2 separate regions of the Mus musculus genome follow, and region 2 is linked to region 1. Evidence: chromatin contacts called from public promoter capture Hi-C data. All regions are on one chromosome and are shown on one strand. Each heading gives the region's core, a stretch centred on a gene start, on an enhancer-like site or on the middle of the called end of the contact. The rest is flanking DNA. Distances are from core to core; before and after follow the strand shown.

Evidence for each region. Promoter capture Hi-C pulls out the DNA fragments that hold promoters and counts their contacts.
Region 2: a contact with region 1 is called in a promoter capture Hi-C map of liver, with 4 times the contacts expected there. The contact joins the enhancer-like site here to the promoter of Abca8b in region 1. A contact is called at or near these places in 3 of 39 promoter capture datasets (liver and macrophages), 1 of 15 datasets of contacts at CTCF or cohesin (the NIH/3T3 cell line), 4 of 484 Hi-C or Micro-C datasets (the AML12 cell line, liver, muscle stem cells and 1 more), 3 of 115 datasets of contacts at active chromatin or transcription factors (double positive thymocytes, embryonic stem cells and pancreatic cancer cells) and 3 of 9 other capture datasets (adipose tissue, liver and pancreatic islet).

What each region holds. Positions count from the first base shown.
Region 1 is chr11:109,993,695-109,997,680 of GRCm38.p6, forward strand. It overlaps Abca8b (ATP-binding cassette, sub-family A (ABC1), member 8b), which reads right to left and starts at 2,151. Exons shown (of 39, transcript NM_013851.3): 1 at 1,918-2,151.
Region 2 is chr11:110,036,385-110,040,370 of GRCm38.p6, forward strand. Abca8a (ATP-binding cassette, sub-family A (ABC1), member 8a) reads right to left here. Exons shown (of 39, transcript NM_153145.4): 30 at 1,959-2,076; 31 at 107-198. Among named protein-coding and RNA genes, the nearest start is that of Abca8b, 43 kb to the left of the region's middle. Within about 2 kb of position 1,632, at least 5 of the 459 cell types and tissues checked have an H3K27ac peak or open chromatin away from gene starts, as enhancers often do. A contact at or near this core is called in liver, where this site is marked.

The DNA.
Region 1 (3,986 bases), core at 901-3,400:
GACTACTTAGCAGAACAGAACAAACTTTCCCACAGGTGTGCAGCAAACCACAGCTTTAGCTAATTCAACACCGAAGGAAGAGAGGGAAGATCATCTATAGGAGAGGGGGTGGGCAGGTGTGTTTGTGTGTAAATATCAGTGGGTGATTTGATAAGGGGATTTGCATATATATATATATATATATATATATATATATATATATATATAAATAATTAAATGGGAATGTAAAATTTCCTGCAGAAGATGTTTTAGTGCATAATAACACCACCTCCTGCTACAACTTCAACAATCAATACTATGCAAACATGCTCTGGTGAAACCTCTTCTGCAAACTAAGGGATGTAAATGCTCTTCAAAAGCATTTTTTTTTTCCTGAGGGAGGACACTGGATACCTAAGCTGAATCATGAAAGGGAAGGCTCCCCAGAATCCCATGCTTATCAGATTTCTGGGAAGCCAGGGGCGTGAATGGCCCGGGCTTTTGACCACAAAGTCAGTAGCTCCATGGTGAATACCATAAAATTGGTTCTAAGTCCTAAGAACTGAAGCGAGTGCTAGGGATGAACCCCACACGATGATCCACAGCAACAAGCTGGTGGGTCCTTACCAGAAGTGCTCCTCATGTTTACCACACACAGAGAGCTCACTCTCGTGGATTCTCTAGAGTCGAAGCTCAGGTGATAAGTCCTGGCCAGTCTAATGGGAGACACAATGGCTGAAGCAGGCTCAGGGGCTATTGCCACAGGAGGAACCTGCATAGGGCTGTTAAAGGAGGTCCCAGGCAAGGCAGACAGGCAAGAAAAGAAAGGAGACAACTCATGGAAAGAGAGAAGGAAGGAATGGATGCCAAGAGTGGAGCTGCATCAGGTTGGAGTGCCCACTGAGGGGCCGCTAAGGTGCCTCATGAGTTGTTCTCAGTCCGGATAATCCAGAGGGAACAACTTCTGAGGGGACTGTGTAGTCTGTTGGGGTGGCAGAGTTGTCTGAGTAGAGATCTCAATACAGAATCAGGCACAGCCCTGCAGGCAACTGCACTCTTGTCTGCAACTTCTCTGATTTTATTTGTAAATTAAAATCGCCTCCTTGTCTGTCCACTCCTGGTGTGTGTGTTCTGCGATTTGTAAAAATACTGAAGACATGAACCCTCCTTATCTGTGGCATAAATAATATCCAAAATGTTTAAGTGGGGGGGGGGGGGGGAGGAGGAGAAAGGGGAAGGGAGGGAGAGACAGACAGACAGACAGACAGACAGAGACAGAGACAGAGACAGAGACAGAGACAGAGACAGAGACAGAGACAGACAGAGACAGAGGGCGAGAGACTAAGTGTTTCTCCTCCCCTGTTGCCCTGGGAGGCTGACACTTCTGTGCTGAAGGATGAACATTCAAAGTTAGGCTGTGAGACAGGAGAGCCCTGCACATTTCACATTCTCATTTCCCCCACGGTGTCAGAACAGCCAGAGATCCAAGAACAGTCACAGCTTGCTATTCATCAAGTGTTCTGTGAACCCTCTCCGGAAGCAGTCTCAGAAAAGTTAACCCCAGATTGCCAAATTACATCATCAAAGCAAATAACTCCAGAGGCAGTACAAGCTTCCCACTCAATCCTGAAGTGTCTCAGCTTGACAGTCAGTCTGTTGGCCAATTTCAGCTCATTCGCACACTCATTTTATGGCTCAGCAGAACATCATGATATAAAGGTATATATTTTAATTGAATACCTTGCTCTATTTAATATTACACACCAGACACCAAAACATTTCAGAATAGCCCACTGATTTTTAAAAAACCAACTTTGACACAGATGGTTAGCATTCAGCTCATAAAACGGTTCATTTTTTTATTATAACAACAACAATAATAATCCCGATGCCCAAACAAATAAACCTGATAAGGAAAACAAAATCTCAGAAACTTACTTTCGGGAAATGCCAAGCAGGGACTCCAGCCGCACCATTTAATCACGGGCTCTGTTTAGAATAATAAAGTGAGACACCTTCCCCTCCCCCTATTCTCCAGCACCTTTCTAGAGTTTAACTGTTTGCTGTCCGTGAACGCGACTGGTGAAAGCTGCTCTCAGCGGGAGTTTATGATCTCAGCTCTGGGTTGGTCTTGCCAAACACCACGGACACGTGACCGCGCATGGCTGCTCCTCTTTTACCGCTGTGCAGCCAGCCCCCGCAGGGCGGTGCCAGTTATATTTGGTCACCTGGCCATGTGGCTGTATAACGGAGGAAATTCAATATTCCCAAGCTTGCAGGATGCCTAAGCTGGAGAGCAACATTTAATGCGTTGCTTTTAAACTGGAAGGTGGTAAATCAGAGAGCTGTGTTATCGGAGGAAAGCTTTCTCTCCACCCACAGCCCTGGGCTTCTGACTTCTTCACTCAGGATTTTCATTCTTATTTCTCAGTTTTGCTTTCATTTAGTTCTCTGGTGATTTTTTTCCAGTTCCCGCTGAGCTTTAGTCTTGACTGTTGATTTATGGAGTAGGTTTTAGGGTCTTCATTCTAGATACTGGAGACAATTATCTTGTATGTCCCTTCTGCTCCTGGAGGAAAGAGATAGACATCAAGGGTCTTCATCAAGTGCTGTCCATATTTCTGTTATTTTTGCAGCTTGATTGCCATTTGCTTAATAAACACTAATCATGGATTATGAATATGCTATTTTATTATATATTATTTTAATTATATATTACTGTGTACCATGCTATTATTTTTCTGACTGGTGTAACTGTGGCATTATTTACCTTGGGGGTATCCAACAGCTATATAATTGAACACCAAGCCTTCTCAATCAGAAGGAAATTGTGTTTGATATTCTAAACCTAGTCAACTCTCTGTGGATGTAGCGGTCATAGACCCTAGAGGAGAATGTACCACTGCTATTTTTCTTAAGCAATATAATTTCTAACTGCATTTTAAATACTTCTTATGCCTACAGTTGAATGTAGTTCTCATGCTTCTTCAAGAAGCTTCCTTTTGCATCTAACTGAGGCTACTACAAGGATCCATAACTGGTCGCCAAGAGGTACCCAGACCCAACACATTATGTACACCCATAATATAAGTTCAGGGAACATCCTGGAAGAAGGGATGTGAATCAGAGGACTAGGCTATATGGCTGCTGGACAATATCTTCTAGACAGGATTGCTGCTCCCGGGAGGTTGCAACAATATATCTGCCTAAAGGAAACTTACATAATGACAACCACAGCTGACATGCCAACAGGAAGAGGTAAAATTTCTAGGGTCTACTCCTAGATAAAGAGATATAGGCAACCAATGACTGGTGAGGAACGGAGAACCAGTGCTCTCCAGAAAAAAGTCTTGTAGTTCATCCAATCCCAAGTGGTCAGCCCTAAAGACGGGTACATATGAACAATGTTAAAAGACATTAGGGGTGTGTGTGTGTGTATGTGTGTGTATGTGTGTGTACAATAGAAATTAAGATGCCATGAATTTGAGAGGGAATTGAGTAGACACACAGGAAAAATTAGAGGGGAAATTATGTAAATGTAATACATGTATGAAATTCTCACACAATTAAAAAACAAATTCATTATACTGTTTTTTTTTGTTGTTGTTTGTTTGTTTTAGAGACAGGGTTTCTCTATGTATCACCGTAATTTTTATTTTAAAAAGGTTTATTTATTTTATCTTATGTGTTTGGGTGTTTTGGTTGTACGTCTGTGCATGCGCATACATCAAGTGCATACCTTGTGTCCGTGGGGTTAAGAATTGAGTCAAATCCCTTGGAACTGGAGTTACAGATTGCAGATTACCGTATGGGAACTGAATCTGGGTCCTCTGCAAGAGCAACTGTGCTCTTTATCCCTGAGCCACCTCTCCAGTCCCCAATCCACCTTATTATTATTTTTAACCAATGAACTTAAGCTTTTATTGGTTATTTTATATTTCAAATATTGTGCCCCTTCTGGTTTCTCCTCACAAACTACCCATCCCATCTCCCCTCCCCTTTGCTCT
Region 2 (3,986 bases), core at 382-2,881, 42 kb after region 1:
TGACACTTTATAATTCAGGATAATATTTTTAGAACTTTGAAGGATAATGTTTTTCAAGTTGTCATCTGGGTATCATTGGAGAAAATACTATCTCTCATCTACCTACCTGTCCGGCGCTTGGCTTGGTTTCTCCAGTTATCATCTTAATGGATGTACTTTTACCAGCTCCATTGTGTCCCAGTAATCCTACAACCTCACCTGAGAAAAAGAAGACACCTTAGTAACGATAGTGACTATTATAGGTTTCTCTGTATGATAGGTGCTTTACAATGGGCCTTAAATACGATTTTATATTTTAATTGTCGTGTTAGGTGAAGAGACATAAATAAAATAGGTGTAAAAGTACACAGGGCGAGACATGGCTCAGCACTGAGAGGGTGTATTGTTCTTGTAGAGGACCTAAACTTGCTTCTTAGTACCCATAGCAGGCATCTCATAATCTCTTAAACTCCATCTCCTGGGGACCTGGTGCTTAATCTAGATCTGGAAACATCTGCTCTCACAAGTGCACAAACCCCCACACAAAAAATGCATAGTTAAAAGCAAAATAAATCTTTAAAAGGATCATGTTCAGGCATGATAAAATACTACATATTACAAGCCCTTAGTAGACATCCTGATTCATGAAGAAAATTAAAAACTTGGCTCTGGTATAAAGCAAAGGATTGGGTGTTCACTTTTATCACCCTTACTCCATATAGTACACAGCGATTATGTAAGAAATAAAAAAAAATCTATGGACAAGAAAGTAGACAAGTGGATCATCTCTGTTAGCAATAATATGCTTCTATACGTAGAAAATCTTTTAAAAGTCCACAGAAAGATGCGAGTGGCAAGATAGGAAACCAGCATACAAAACAGGTAGCTGCTCTTAAATGTATTTTTATTTTATTTTATTTTATTTTATTTTATTTTATTTTATTTTATTTTATTTCTTTGTAGGAGTGTTTTGTATGCATTTATGCCTGTGTATCACACGAGTCCCAGGTGCCAGCAGAGGTCAGGAGGTGTCAGATCCCTCAGAACTGGAGCTACTGATGGTGATGAGCTACCATGTGGGTACTGGTGACCAAGTGCAGGTTCTCTGCAGGAGCAATTGGTCTTAAACAATCTCTTCAGCTCCAGATGGCATTGATATGCATCAATATGAACACACTGAGAGAGAAACCCATTCACAACAAGTATGCAAAAAAGATATATAGCAATAAATCTAACTAAGTGGATGAAAAAAATTTATAGTGAAAATTACAGAATAGTGGAGAAAAAACTGAAGATGCTGAGAAATGAAACAAACAAACAGACAAAGAAAAAGCCAAGGAAGGACTACTTGATACTGGAAAGATGGTGGACAAAGTGGGGAGTGGAGGGCCAGAGAGAAACTGGGTGGCTGAATATGATCGGTATACCACATTTGCATGCATGGAAATCTCAGGGTGAATCCCATTAGCCTGTACAATTAATATGTGTTAATTAAAGAAAACTATATGATGGTGTGGGGAGTGGTAATAGCTGTGACAACACTGAAAAGGGATAGAAATTTTTGAGTTTCAGCCACTTGCCCAGAGCCACAGGATGAGGAAAGACTAAGTCTTGTTGCGTCAGACAGAGAGAGTCAGAAGTTGGCAAGGCTCCGCTTACCCTGTGGTCAAGATATCAGGTTGGAATAGCAGAATGTAGGTCAGTTCCCTGGTAAACAGTATTGATCATTAGGAGAGCAACAGCACTGATTGAATAGGAAGACTGTATTTTAAATGGTTCAATGACAAAGTGTGTTTATGGTTTTTACAACAGTGTGACTATGCCCCTACTCAAAGGGGAAACCATTTCTGTCCAGAGAGAAACAGTCAACAGCCACTCTACTGTGAAACGAAGAAACAACATAGCTTCTGAGCATGCTGACTGAAGGACAGGGACGCTAAAGCTTGGAGGATGTTCCTGAGCCAGAACCCGTGTCCAACCTTTTCGAACGCAAAAAGAGATGTTTCTTGTGGCAATCTTCTTCTTGCTCTTAAGAACAAAGCATTTCTTCTTTCCCTTGTACTCCTTGCGAAGGCAGCTGGCAATGATGGCTGGCTTCTGCAAACACGTCATGCCAGGGAATGAGCAGTATAAGTGTAAGTCTAGATTCCCAAAAACACCATGGCTTGTCGGCCTTGGTGCTTCAAGTTATTCTTAGTTAGTATACCTAAAATCTATATAATCTCATTGGTGTTCAATAAATAGATATTCTGAATTCCCAGAACTTTCTTTGCACTAACACGGGAACATAGCAAGACATAATTTTCTTATGCTTTAGTAATATTTTAAAAGACATATCTGCAACTGTAAATTTTACCCCCAAACCCTTTAGTTTTGGCTTTAAAATAATGTTCCAAAATAGTATAATTATATTATTGTATTACATTTAAGGATGAATTGTTAGCCTTCAAAGACTCTCAATTTCACACCTCGCTAGCTTTCTTTGTTCCAATGAAGGAAAAATAATTCAACTCCAAAAAATACATTAAAACAGAGACAAATATAATTAATCCTGCCATCTACCATGTGATTAAGTTCTAATCATTTACCTTATTGTGCTATATACTGTCCTATCTCCTGCAAAATATCCTGAATATTATACTGCAGGTGGTGTGCATTTGTATAAGTTTGGGAACAATCAGGAAGGTAAAATATCCCATTGTCAACAGAACAGAACTCTCAACACCCCAGTTGGGCTGGGTCTTTCACTTGGCCAAGGGCCTACTACCCCTGGGAGACTGGGCTCATCTTAAGCCAAGCTAAAGGGATAGGTGTAACAATTAGTTCTTTAATGAGATGCTGTACTCCATGGACACACCCCAGAATCCTTACCCCCACTACAGGAGCTTACAGGTTGCAATTGTGTGAGAGCCCTAAACCTGCCATATTTTATGAATTGTTCAGGAAAATGGAACTTCTGTTTCTTCCTTCTGACTCTTTTCTAAGCACACGTTTCTTAATACTTTAGGCTTTACTCCTAACACTTTGGGTTTCCTTGTTCTTTCTCTAAAGCCTCCCTCCCTCCCTCCCTGCAATATTAGGGACCTAGCCCAACTGGGGTGTTGAGAGTTCTCTTCTGTTGACAATGGGATATTTTACCTTCCTGATTGTTCCCAAACTTATACAAATGCACACCACCTCATCTACCATGTGTCTTATCTCCATGGAAGCTTAAAATGGCTTTCCTCCACTCTCTTCTGTGCACCTGCTGTGGTTTTGCAGTTTGCCTGTCATGAGAATTTTCTTTTTTAATGTAATAAAAAATGTCCTTAAGTTCCCATTTGAGCCTAGTCTTAAATTATTTTAGCAATGAGTTTAAGAACTCCAAAATGGCATTCCAATTTCCAATCAATGATTGTAAAACAATCATTCAGGATGTAATGATGACAAGGGAATCTAGTAATTAAATATACTCGCTAGTGTTTGAAAGCCCCCTCCCCCCCAGGGCTACAGCTTCAAATGCAAGAAATAAAAACCCTACTGGGACATCCTGTGGAAGTGTTTAATTATAGAACACTAAATACAGAAACTTGCATGCTATCTGAGGAACCCAGAAAGCTTGGTAAACCTGCATTCGCCAGTGTTGGCTGCGTGCAAGGACAGCCAAAGTTGTCATAGTGATGACTACTTCCAACAATAGAAGTTGTAGCTGCCAATTTGATGTCTGACCTCATATTTCTCATATGCCACTGTACTTTTCACCTTTTAACCTGACAAACAAGACAGCTCTTATGAACTGGCTTACAATGATCTATTATCAAAGCTTGTGGAGCTGGGGTGACCAAATCTAAGCATTAGTGAAATCGTCAGGCGGGCTATCTTAGCACCTCACCTTTTCAAGCAAGACCGAGTGCGTAAGATTTTTTTCTTTTTTACCAAGAACACAAATGTACTGAACAGTACATGAGAATGAGAACGAGCCAATGACTGATCAATGACTGCTTCATCACCATATTCTCAGGAAAGAT